Linked DNA regions of Zea mays: region 1 is linked to region 2. A link is a contact called in public Hi-C data. All regions are on one chromosome and are shown on one strand. Each heading gives the region's core, a stretch centred on a gene start, on an enhancer-like site or on the middle of the called end of the contact. The rest is flanking DNA. Distances are from core to core; before and after follow the strand shown. Region 1 holds the start of LOC103633000 (UPF0664 stress-induced protein C29B12.11c). Region 2 holds the start of LOC100502335 (Beta-glucosidase 11).

Region 1 (5,783 bases), core at 3,137-5,636, 170 kb before region 2:
AAAGGTTGGCTATTTAGGGAACTAAACTTTCATTAAGGTACATTAGGCTATCTCCAGCAACGTCTTCTAAATTTTATCCTCTAAAAGATTATTCTATGTCTTTTACAACACTCTTTAAAAGATTTCACTCTCTATATCCAAACTCTCTCCAACAACGTACTCTAAATTTGATCCTCTATATTATATTCTATATTTTGTCAACCGTTGCACAACAACCATACTGTTTATTCATTTTTCGTTCTTAAATGACATTATGTCGACTAGCTAGCTTGCGTCCTTGCAGCCACCTCTATCTACATCCACAAGCGGCGAGACGAAGTCCAGCCACGGCAAGTATGCGCCCGCAGCAATGAAGCTTCGTTGGAGCCGTTGCACTGCAGTAGATGCTACCACTGACGCGCGGCCACACAACCACTCGGCGAACCATGAACGACAAAGAGGAGCGGCGTTGTCGACCTTGCTTCCTCCGGTGAAGCACAGACCATGTCCCTCTGTACTTTGTCATTCTCCTATGGTGGAGCCTTGACGATGAGGCTCTTAAGCGGGGCAAATCTGAAGTGGAGGCCGGATCTTGGGCAGTGTGTGCGGTTACTTCCTCCGGTGAAGCACAGACCATGTCCCTCTGTACTTTGCCGTTCTCCTATGGTGGAGCCTTGACGATGAGGCTCTTAAGCGGGGCAGATCTGAAGTGGAGGCCAGATCTTGGGCGGTGTGTGCGGGTGCTGTGGCGGACAATCGCGCCGTCTCGTCGGCGAGAGCCGCGACGGCTCTGGGCCAACAGCTTTGGGCACGCCGACGCGGATGCCCCAAGGCCTACAGGTTCGAGCACGTCCGGGAAGGAACGGTCATTTGAACTATATACGATTCAATTCAAATCATTTGAACTATATACGATTTCTATGTCTGCAGCAATCACGAAACACCAGCAAATCAGCAACACGGAGCAGTTACTTAACACTACAATATTATTTGAACACACCACTGCTTATGTACATCATTATTGAGCGAACTCACAACATTATGTACGATGTAACGGCCACAGACTCGCAGTATACGGGGGCTCCCGGATATTGAAGCCAGTTGTGATAAAATGTTCAAACAGATACAACAGTTCATTGGCCATGAGTTTTGCCAATCCAGCAAGCGCTAATTCGCATCAGCTGGGCCGTGGTAGTTTCTCCTCCTCAGCTGCGATTCTGGGGCAGGTTGCTGAAGGTAAATCTTGGTAGGATCATTTGGGTCAACATACCTGTGCATATATATCCACTAACATGAGTTCACAGCAGAGAAACCAATAGCCAGGAGAAGAAGTTGCTAGACTGTGAGCACATACGCATGACGCATCATATCATCGACAGGAGTCTGCACAGCTTGCAGAGGATCCACACGCGGTGCCATGTTAGCAGCAGACTGGGCTTCAAACTCATTGTAGCGCCGCACAGATGCAGTCAGGTTAAGGAAGAGAGGAACGAAAGTACCACAGCCGCCTTCCTTGAACAAGATCTTGAAGGTGTGAGTTGAGTACAGGGCCCTGTTCTGATTGTCTGGAACGACCTGCATTGGAACATTCGATGTTAGTGACCAACCATATCATATATGTATTCTCTACCAAGCATTCTGTCATACTCACTGGTTCAACGAATCCAGAGATGTTGTTGCAGTGAAATATGGGCTGATTGAACTTCTCACCATGCACAAACAACTGCAGAGGTAAGCAAGAAAGAGTATTTAGACTGATATTGTGAAGAAACCATTTCTTAGAATCCCCAACATGTAATGTAACCTTGAATCAGGCAAAAGCACCTAGGGATTTTTTTTTAAAAAAAAGAGAGAACCCGGCAACTAAGCACCTAACAAAATGTGTTGGCAAACGTGACACACGGTAGACGCTACAACCACCAACAATCACCATATAAATTAGACACACTATATCGGTAGACAAAATATTCCGCTACTCGATACTCACCTAGAGCTTAAAGGGCAGTGACACTGTAGCAGCCCACAAGCTCAACAAAAGGCAGGTCACAAGCTAAGGAAGCAACAAGGGCTTCTAAATAAGGAAGTGTCATACCGGTTGCAATTTCATTTAGAAAAGCATGTGCTGAAATCCCACATTGCACTGATATATAAACAATTTTTGCTAATAGAACACATCAATCATTCAAGAAACATCATATTGCTTGAGCACCACCTTGAATGCTTGATTGGCTGATTGCTACAATATTCTCGAATGCCTTTTGGACCTCAGTAATGACATTAACCATGCATAGCAATATAATATGTGATATTAGCAGACACCTCTTTTCAACGAAAGCCCTTTATAGCTAAGAAATGCTTTGAACTAGACTGCCTTTCTTTTTAGTTTTTACTCTTTTAGCTCATTCCATTTCTTCAGTTCGCTTGGCTAGCAAGATACTACGTTCACCTAAATTCTGATTGAGCACACATAAGCATCTGTCTTGTAGGTTGTGCTTTGCCTCCAGGCACTTTGGACAGGATCGGAGAGACTATTTTTCTTTGTAATAACATAGATCAAACAATTTTTTAAGAAAAATGCAGTAAAGCTTAAGAAATGGGTCAATAATACAAGTTATCACGACACAAAGATAATATGGTGGAATTAGCATATGCTGGGGACCTTTTCCTATAACAGCATTACATACTAGACAAGGGTGAACCTCCACATGTGCAAAATCACAAGCTAACAAAAACATGAGTAGAAATTTTATGCTGATTATTAGTGATTATCGTATCATGGTCTGTCAACGGTGTTGGTGCCATTGCACTTTTTTTCCTATCCTTTTTTGTTCTGTGCTTTTGCCCTTGCATTTTGTTCAAATTATATAAGACTGAGAGCAGAAACAAAGAACCAACTTTCAGAATGGCATTACTTACCAGTGGCATATCAAAAGCAAAGAAGTTGCCAACAGGCTTGCTGGCAACAAACACCATCCTTATATTGGACAGGTAAATTGTGCCTTTTGTTTTCACATGACCTCCAGGAGCTCTGATTGATAATAACAAGAGAAGCAGCAGCAGTAGGAAAATATGGTTAGATATGTTTGCCGAGAGCAACTATTAAAAATGAAGCTTCCAATACAAGCATAGGTAATGGGCGAATGAGAAGGCAAATGATGTTCAATCTTAGAACTTATAAGTGACAAAAAAACTATTTTACTACTGATTTTTTTTACTGCTGTTGTAACATATGAAAGATTAATTTGGCTAGACAGTCCCCCCTTCCTCATATAACACCTGATTCTCCAAAATTGTCTAAATAAGCAAATAGATGATGTCATAAAGATCATAAATTAAACTTAAATTGTAGTAATATAATTGCAAAAACATATCGATGAACCAACCAGAATCGTCGCCAAACAAAGGGGCGGTGGCCGGAAGAATGGCCATCCTAGGCAGGACTTGCCCAGAGGAGAACCCTCCGAGGGCTCAATTCCGGCCGGCCGGCCACCACGCCACCTCTAGCGTGGCCATCCCGTACCACCCTCGATGTTGGGCCGACACCACGTCCCCTTCGATCCATTATATTTGACTAATTTCTGCCTCAAAAAACTAAAAAACTAGTCCGGCCATTCCTAAATCTCCATCCGGAATCTGGAATTCATTGTATTCGACTATTTTCCACCCCAATAAACCCTAAAAAGCTAGTCTGGCAATCCCTAAATCCCCATCTGGAAAACGGAATCCCTATCAACATCGCCAAATCAGCAGACGGGGGGTACTCACGACGGGATCTTGTCGACGTGGAACTCGACGCCGTCCCGGACGAGGACGAACATCTCGCCGTAGAACGGCACCGGCATCCCGTTCCCAAACAGCTGCGGGTTCTCCGCCATCTCCCCCTCACCCTCCTGGCCTCCTTGATAGATCGCCGAGCGAAGACAGAGAGGAGGACGACTCGCGGTGATGCTTCTTCGCGTAAAGGGAATGTGGGGTCGGTTGCGTCGTGCTGTTGGAGCCTGGACGCGTGCCGTGCGCGTTGGGCTGACATAGCTTTATAGCGGTTTCGGGCAATCGGACTCTCGTAGCGGCCAGAGCATTCCAGACCTGAAGTATGCGAGTATGAGCTTTCGCATTCGCAGTTTGCTGCTTGATTTGGCCCGGCCCTGCCGGTTGCCGTTCGGTTTAGGGGCCGTTCGGCAGCCCAAGATTGGTTCCAGCTTAGGCCCCGTTCGGCAGACGTGGATCAAAACCAGATGAGTAACCAATCCAGTCCAGGATTGAGTGGACACTTATTTCTGGTCACTCATCTGTTTCTAGGCTGGAAACCAATCCAGGAGGTGGATTGTCCGTGTTTGTTCCAGGCCAAAAATTGAAGGGTTGACTCCAAAACATGTGGTTTCCTTTCTGGCCAACATCAAAACGAACGGTTCTACGTATTCCAAACCAGACTCATTAATTCTGCCTAGAATACGGCCGGGAACGGCCCAATCCGCTCAAAACGAACAAGCCCTTAGGCCTTGTTCGTTTCTGCCGGATTGGTGGGTCGGAACGATTCCTGACCGGATTGCTTCTCTAATTTATATAAACTTTGATTAGCTGGAACGATTCCGGGTGCAATCCGACGGAAACGAACAAGGCCTTAGGAACCGTTCCACATCGGGATAGAGTGGATCCGGGTTGTTTTACTAAATCTTGGCCTGGTTTGATTTCACGTGTTCATAGGCATGGCTCCAATCCAAGTGGAAGAGGCGTACAAAGGTCAAGAATGCCCTGGTTTCATTCAGGATTAATTCTATCCGAACAACCATTTAGGCTTTAGTCCAGTTTTAATCCCAACGACATAATTTCAGACGGAATGGGCCGTATTCCAGGCCAAACCGAACGGGCCCTTACCTGATTTTTCCATGTCAGCTAATTTAGATAATTGAGAATTAGGACAATAAAATTTTAAAATCCAAAATATACTCGCCTTAATATTTTATCGAAAATTTCTGGTACATGAATTTTTTGGGTTTAGATTCAAGTAATTCCAAATTACCTGATTATAGTATTAAACAACAGAGATAATAAATTTGAAGTAGATATTACATGCAATAAAATAATATTTTTTAACAACATGCTAATCTACTTCCGTAGTAACACCACACTACTCACAAGTTTCACACATTATTAAATTAACATTAACCTATATTGGTTTATTTTAAATAATATATTTATATTGTACTAAATCACTTCATGTCTTTATATTAAGAATAGAAGATAAATATTTGAGATACTGCAGGTAGTTCGGGTATCGAAATACATTGCCAGAACTACCTAATGCTTCGTTTGGATGTTGATATTGGAGATGATGGAATTGAACGGGTTAAATACTAAATCAGGTATGATATTGAAATAAGATGCAATTCCAATTTTATTGTTTAGATGTCACTGAATTGGAGTTTAGAATTGTGCGGTCTAATCCCACGCTGTATTGGGAGAGGGTGTTTCTAGCTATAGGCCAATTCCATGGAATTAAGCATCTGATTTTAAATCTCAATTCCATGTGCAACCAAATAATAGAATTTAGGAAAGTTGACTCTAATTCCCAATTTTATGCTCTAATATCTACGTCCAAACGGGACATAAACTAAATTCGAATTTTTACAACCGAAATCGTAATTGAGTATTGTATTCCAAGTTCAGGTACTTCGAATTAAGATTTTATTGGATAATCCGGTTTTGGGGTTTAGATATCAGATATTTTGTCCACCTCTAGTCAGGAGTCAGGACCGAAAATTAGGTCCAGTTTTCCTGTCTTTTATTAATTTGATCATCTTGAA
Region 2 (6,003 bases), core at 857-3,356:
AGAGTTGGCTGGGCAGTCCAAGAATTTTGAAAGACAGTCATAAACTCCTCAAAATGAAGCCAGAAGTTCTCAAACCTAAAGATCTTGGGCCTAGGGACCTTAGACTTGAAAGAAATCAGACAAGGAACATGATCAGAAAAAATCCCTGGGCAGCGTCGTTGCGTGGGTGTCCGGGTAAAAAACCGACCATTCTTGCGAGATGAAAAACCAGTCAAGTCTCTGAAGGAGAGGCTCCCTTTGCCTGTTCGACCAAGTAAAGGAAAGACCATGAAGGGGGATTTTTAGCAGGTCAAGCTCACTAATGGCCTCATTAAATTTCAACATCAGATTAAGATCCCCCTGCAACGTTTCTGTTTTCAGGCCTACGAATGAGATTAAAGTCCCCAACAATCAGCCAGAGCTTTTCCGAGGGCATATTTATAGCAGAGAACCAGTTAAGGAATTCGACTTTCCCATGCGGAGTACAGGGCGCGTAAATATTAGTGACAATCCAGGATTCATTGGACGAATTAGCATGGAATTCAACCGAAAGAGGATAATCATTCTGAAAAATAACAGTGCCCACCAACTTAGCGCTATTCCAAACAGTAATGAAGCCACCCGAATTTCCCACCGAGGGAACAAAAGCGAACGCATCCAAGGAATTGGGACAGAATTTTCTTAGGTCAGCCCTGTAAAAAAACTCCTTGGTCTCCTGCAATATCACATCTAGAATCCCTAATCGCGCAATGAATACCATTCCCTTTAACGACCGAATTGATCCCCCGGACATTAAAACTTAAAACGGACCAATCAGAAAAAGTAGCAGAGTTGTAACTATTCATCGGGGGAATGATCTGGTTCGTCAACGAAAAGAAACCCAAACCCAAAAACAGGGTGGGCGAAAAAGTGTTTGTGAGAACCGAACATAGCGCAGCCAGAAACCACAAAGTTTGTCGCCACAACAACCAGCCAAAAGCGCCCGGGCCGAAACATCCAAAAAGCCTGGTGAAGAGAAGTCATGCAAAATCTCCACATCCGGAGCAGCACCATCAAGTTAGTTGTCTTCATCTGTGGAATCTTGGTTCTGATCCTCCTTGTCTCCTTTCCCGGGTTTATTGGGACCCACACAACCAGAGGGATTAGTTACATGAACTATCCTACCAATTTACGTCTCACTAATCATCAAAAATAATTAAATAAAACTCATATAAATTTAATCTTCCCGGCGCACGGAGGTCTAGAAGAAATGGGGACGAAGCCCGATCCGATCCGATCCGCACCGGATGGACAACATCGCTGGACGAAACCAAGAACGGTTATCGGGTGACCTGGATAGCGTACCCGTCTACGATTTTTGCTGCTGTTTAGTCACGAGTGAGGTCACGTATCTTCTTTTCTTTTTTGGTCGTGGGTGGCTTAATTCGTATCCTAGCTGATAAATGAAAACCTAGCTAGCAGCTGGGCCAAGTGACGGGATACGTTGTCGATCGTAGCTGAGGAAAGAAGAATTTGAACTCCGTCTTCTAGATAGAAGCATTGGTGAAGTCTCGATCCGGCCGGGTAAAAAAACAGCTGGAGGAGTGGACTAGAGGCGCCTGATCGAGCTGTCTGTCACTCTGTCTCTGGAAGAGACCGGCGGCGCCACCTGCACTGCACTGCACTGCACAAAACGCCCGGTTCCCTGTTCAGTGCTGTCACACGTGGACGCTGGACAGCGAATGTGCATCTGGCGCAGGGACGCTCTCTACTCTCTGTCTCTGATGAGGCCTGAGGCTGCTCGATACACTTGCACTGCACGCGCCGGTACGCATACGTCTCAGTGTCTCACCCGCGCCGATCGAGCGAAGCAGAAGCGCCAAGGCAGCCGACGCGCATGGGGAGGACGGACGGCAACGCAACGGTGTCGCCACGTGCACAGCCGCTAGCGAAACCGGGCAGGAAGGACCGCAGTAGTATATAGAGACCTCTCCGGCCGGCGCGCGCGACGTCAGCGACGACGTCCGCGCCACGCGGGCGGAACTTCGTAGTTTGCGACGGGGCACGCACGCACGACGCACCCCACGCATTTTCAACTATATAAAAAGCACCCCCCGCGAGCGCGGCCGGCCGGCGAACAGAGGAGAGGAGAGGAGAGACTAGACCCGCTAGCTGAGGCCGGCCGGCGCGCTGGACACGAACATGATGGGGAGAAAGGCGCCGCTCGGCTGTGCTACTACTCTTCTCCTCCTCTTGGCCGCCGCCGTCGCTCCGGCCGAGCTCAGCGTATTAGGCCTAGGCGGCGGGGCGGCGGCTGCCTCGGGCGCGGTCACCCGGGCCGACTTCCCCGCCGGGTTCGTCTTCGGCGTCGGCTCCTCGGCGTACCAGGTACGTCTCGTCGGCGGTGCCCGTAAGTCTGTTGGTTCCCTTGGTGTGGCACGGTCCATGATTTCAGTCAGCTAAGTCTAGGGTTCATGCGTGAGTTCGTATGGTTTCCATGGCGGATTAGATGTGGGCGTGTGCGGTCACGCGCACCACCTAATCTGGGATAAGGGGCTGCTCGGACCTCGGAGCGTGACGACTACGTATATAGCAAAAATAAACTAAATCACGGGATCAGCTATATAAATAGGATAGGATGTATATGGCCCACAACTACTTTAGCTTAGAGCTCCTGTATCAGGTTTATTATTGTAATCTAGGACATGCCGAGCGCACTCGTCTCACTACATGCATGTATGCACCCATTTAGCTTTTTTCAAAACATTAAAATTTTGTTTCATCCATGTGACGCTGATTTTAAAGGTGATCGAGTTGATTTGATCGGTAAAAACTCATGATTACTGTATTTTAAACCAGAAGACGAACACGATATTAGGACCCGGTTTTTTTTAACAAAAGTTTTACCTATTTGTTGAAAATCACGAAGCTATAATATGGAATCCTAGAGATCTTCCCCACCTTTTTTTATTATTTCTGGTGGAAGTGCTGTTTGGTTCATAAAATGTAACGTAAAGGGTTATGGTAATGATTTACACTTGATTACTGATGGTAACAAGTTTGAATAGTTCGGTATCAATTTTAGTATGATATCTAATTATGGTTGGACTAAAACAAACATGATTTAACGTTATCACTTACTCATTACGTTACAAATATGTGAACCAAACGGTACGAGTAACCGTGGCTCACAGGAAAATTTCCCGGTAGCTTAAGTCATTTTTACCAAATCTCTTGTGCGATCAGGCTGTAATAAATAAAATAAAACTATATGCCGATTGCAATTGGCAGCTCTTGCGCAACAAGAAGAGCCTAATAAGCTCCCTTCTAGAAGCATGTATATCTAGGCACTCTGACCAGGACACGTATTTGTAATTTGTACAACTTCCGTTGCATTGGTAGAAGAATCAGTGATCAATTTGTCATCTACGACGCAAAAGCTATGCGTGTAGAAAGCTAAAACCACACTTGCAATCTGGAAAGGAAGGGACCACCAGACAGGCGAGTAGCATGTAACTACCACAGCCGTGATTCCCCAAGATACTAGTGGAGCAGGCCTGCACCTGTTGGTGGTTTCCGCTCGTCCTGAGGTCGATCGCCTTTTCCATCGAAAACAACAGTTTTGGATTTCACTAGTAATTAGTAAACAGGGACATGTTTGTTTATTTGTTCTTTTTTTTCTTGAGGAAACGTTTGTCCACTGCATTCCACGAACCAATCACGGTGTCATTTTCGAAGCCCCGGCCCCGCCCGCCGGATTTCACAATCGATATGTCGTTTTCTTAGCTCGCACTAGCTCAGCACCTATTTCATCTCACTAAAGGCCTACTTCTAGTTGCTTACTAAAGCTCAGCACCTGGTGGCTTGTGCAGGTCGAAGGTGCAGTTGCAGAGGACGGAAGAAAGCCTAGCATCTGGGACACATTCACACATGAAGGCTACTCCCTCGACAACGCCACAGGCGACGTAACTGCGGATCAGTATCATAAGTACAAGGTAACCTTCAAAGCGACAGATAGTGCTGATGAAACCACTTCCAGGATTAATCAAGAAGGCGCCCTCAGCTAACAGGTACAGGCACTTCACGTTTTTTTTGTTTATAACAGGACGACGTAAAGCTTCTGCATGAGATGGGTGTCGATGCCTACCGGATGTCGATTGCCTGGCCTCGACTTATCCCAGGTAATAAGGCCATGAATACTGAGACGCAACATGTATTTAGAAAATGCGGTTCAGAAAAGTTGGGGGGCTGTCGTTTCTTTCTGACTTGTCTGCATATATAACCTGAATATAAGATGGTCGGGGAGCCGTGAATCCGAAGGGGCTGGAGTACTACAACAATCTCATAGATGAGCTCCTTAGCTACGGTATTTACTGTACTGTACTTAAACTATATATCTGATCTGCTACAATAATGCAGCTGATCTGATCTGCTACAACAATCCCATGCTTCATGTAGGAATACAGCCTCACGTGACGATATACCATTTCGATTTCCCACAGGCTCTTCAGGACGAGTACAGCGGGCTGATCAGTCCCAGATTCATGTATGTACTTATTTATTTCGCAGTTCCGATCCCGTGGCCTCTCCTAAGCTAAAGCTAGTACTTACTCATCTTGCCACTTTCAATCTTGATGACGCGCGCAGAGAGGACTTCACGGCGTACGCAGACGTGTGCTTCAGCAACTTCGGCGACAGGGTCAAGTACTGGAGCACCGTCAACGAGCCCAACGTCGAGACGATCGGCGGGTACGACCAGGGAATCCTGCCGCCGCGGCGGTGCTCCTTCCCCTTCGGCTTCGGCTGCGAGGAAGGCAACTCCACCACGGAGCCATACGTAGCGGCGCACCACCTCCTGCTTGCGCACGCGTCTGCGGTGTCCCTGTACAGAGACAGGTACCAGGCTGCGCAAGGAGGACGGATCGGACTCACCTTGCTTGGTTGGTGGTACGAGCCTGGGACGCAGACTCCCGACGATGTCGCGGCAGCCGCACGGATGAACGACTTCCACATCGGATGGTTCATGCATCCTATGGTGTTCGGGGACTACCCTCCGGTGATGAGGAGGAACGTCGGGTCCAGGCTGCCGACCTTCACGGACGAGGAGGCGGCGCGAGTGAGGGGGTCTTTCGACTTCGTCGGATTCAACCACTACATCGTCGTCTACGTCAAGGCTGACCTTGGCCGCCTAGACGACCAAGTGCGAGACTACATGGGCGATGCAGCCGTGAAGTATGACAGTAAGAATCTCAGCAGGGCCTTTTTGCTTTGCTTTTGTCGGCCGTGCGTGCTCCAGGCCAGGATCCCTTCAACTGGAACCACGGTTCGTTCGTTTTTTTTTTTTTTTTTTTGCAGTGCCGTTTCTCAAGTCACGCAACCAGTTCCCGTTCGGCGCCTTGACGAGCGACTTCATGACGTCCACCCCCTGGGCTCTCAAGAAAATGCTGAGGCATCTCCGGGTGACATACAAGAACCCTGCAGTCATGATCCATGAAAACGGTACTAAATAATGATACCCCTAAAGTATGTTTCGTACGTTGCTGCTCGATCACGCCTCAAATCACTTCAGGAGCTGCCGGACAGCCTGATCCATCCGGCGTGAACAGCTACGACGACGAGTTCAGGTCACAGTTCCTGCAGGACTACATCGAGGCCACGCTTCAGTCCATCAGGCAAATACATCAGCTTTGGCTGCAATGAACAACCTTCTCAAGTTGATACGATGAGCTAATCGATCTGAAACCGGTGCCATCGTTTGCTCTGAAACCTCTTGTTGTGTGCATACACAGGAACGGATCGAACGTGCAAGGCTACTTCGTGTGGTCGTTCCTGGACGTGTTCGAGTACCTGTTCGGCTACCGCCTCCGGTTCGGCGTCTACGGCGTCGAGTTCAACTCGACGGCAAGGACAAGGTACCAGAGGCACTCGGCCAAGTGGTACGCCAGCTTCCTCCGGGGCGGCGAGCTGAGGCCAGTCGCTCTGCCTGACGGAGCATATTCACAGTGACCAGTTACACGTGTACGCTCCGGCTCCAGGGGAATATCT

Evidence for each region. A called contact is a pair of places that touch in the nucleus more often than the background predicts.
Region 1: a Hi-C map of endosperm shows a contact between it and region 2, with 5 times the contacts expected there. The contact joins the promoter of LOC103633000 here to the promoter of LOC100502335 in region 2. A contact is called at or near these places in 6 of 25 Hi-C or Micro-C datasets (bundle sheath, ear, endosperm and 2 more).

The regions. Positions count from the first base shown.
Region 1 is chr7:144,530,987-144,536,769 of Zm-B73-REFERENCE-NAM-5.0, reverse strand. It overlaps LOC103633000 (UPF0664 stress-induced protein C29B12.11c), which reads right to left and starts at 4,386. Exons shown (of 5, transcript XM_008654696.4): 1 at 3,745-4,386; 2 at 2,896-3,007; 3 at 1,631-1,702; 4 at 1,334-1,554; 5 at 865-1,249. The coding sequence starts at 3,854. The coding sequence ends at 1,147.
Region 2 is chr7:144,362,810-144,368,812 of Zm-B73-REFERENCE-NAM-5.0, reverse strand. It overlaps LOC100502335 (Beta-glucosidase 11), which reads left to right and starts at 2,106. Exons shown (of 9, transcript NM_001196813.1): 1 at 2,106-2,346; 2 at 3,831-3,953; 3 at 4,064-4,139; 4 at 4,253-4,324; 5 at 4,417-4,504; 6 at 4,606-5,198; 7 at 5,314-5,457; 8 at 5,528-5,630; 9 at 5,748-6,003. The coding sequence starts at 2,161. The coding sequence ends at 5,964.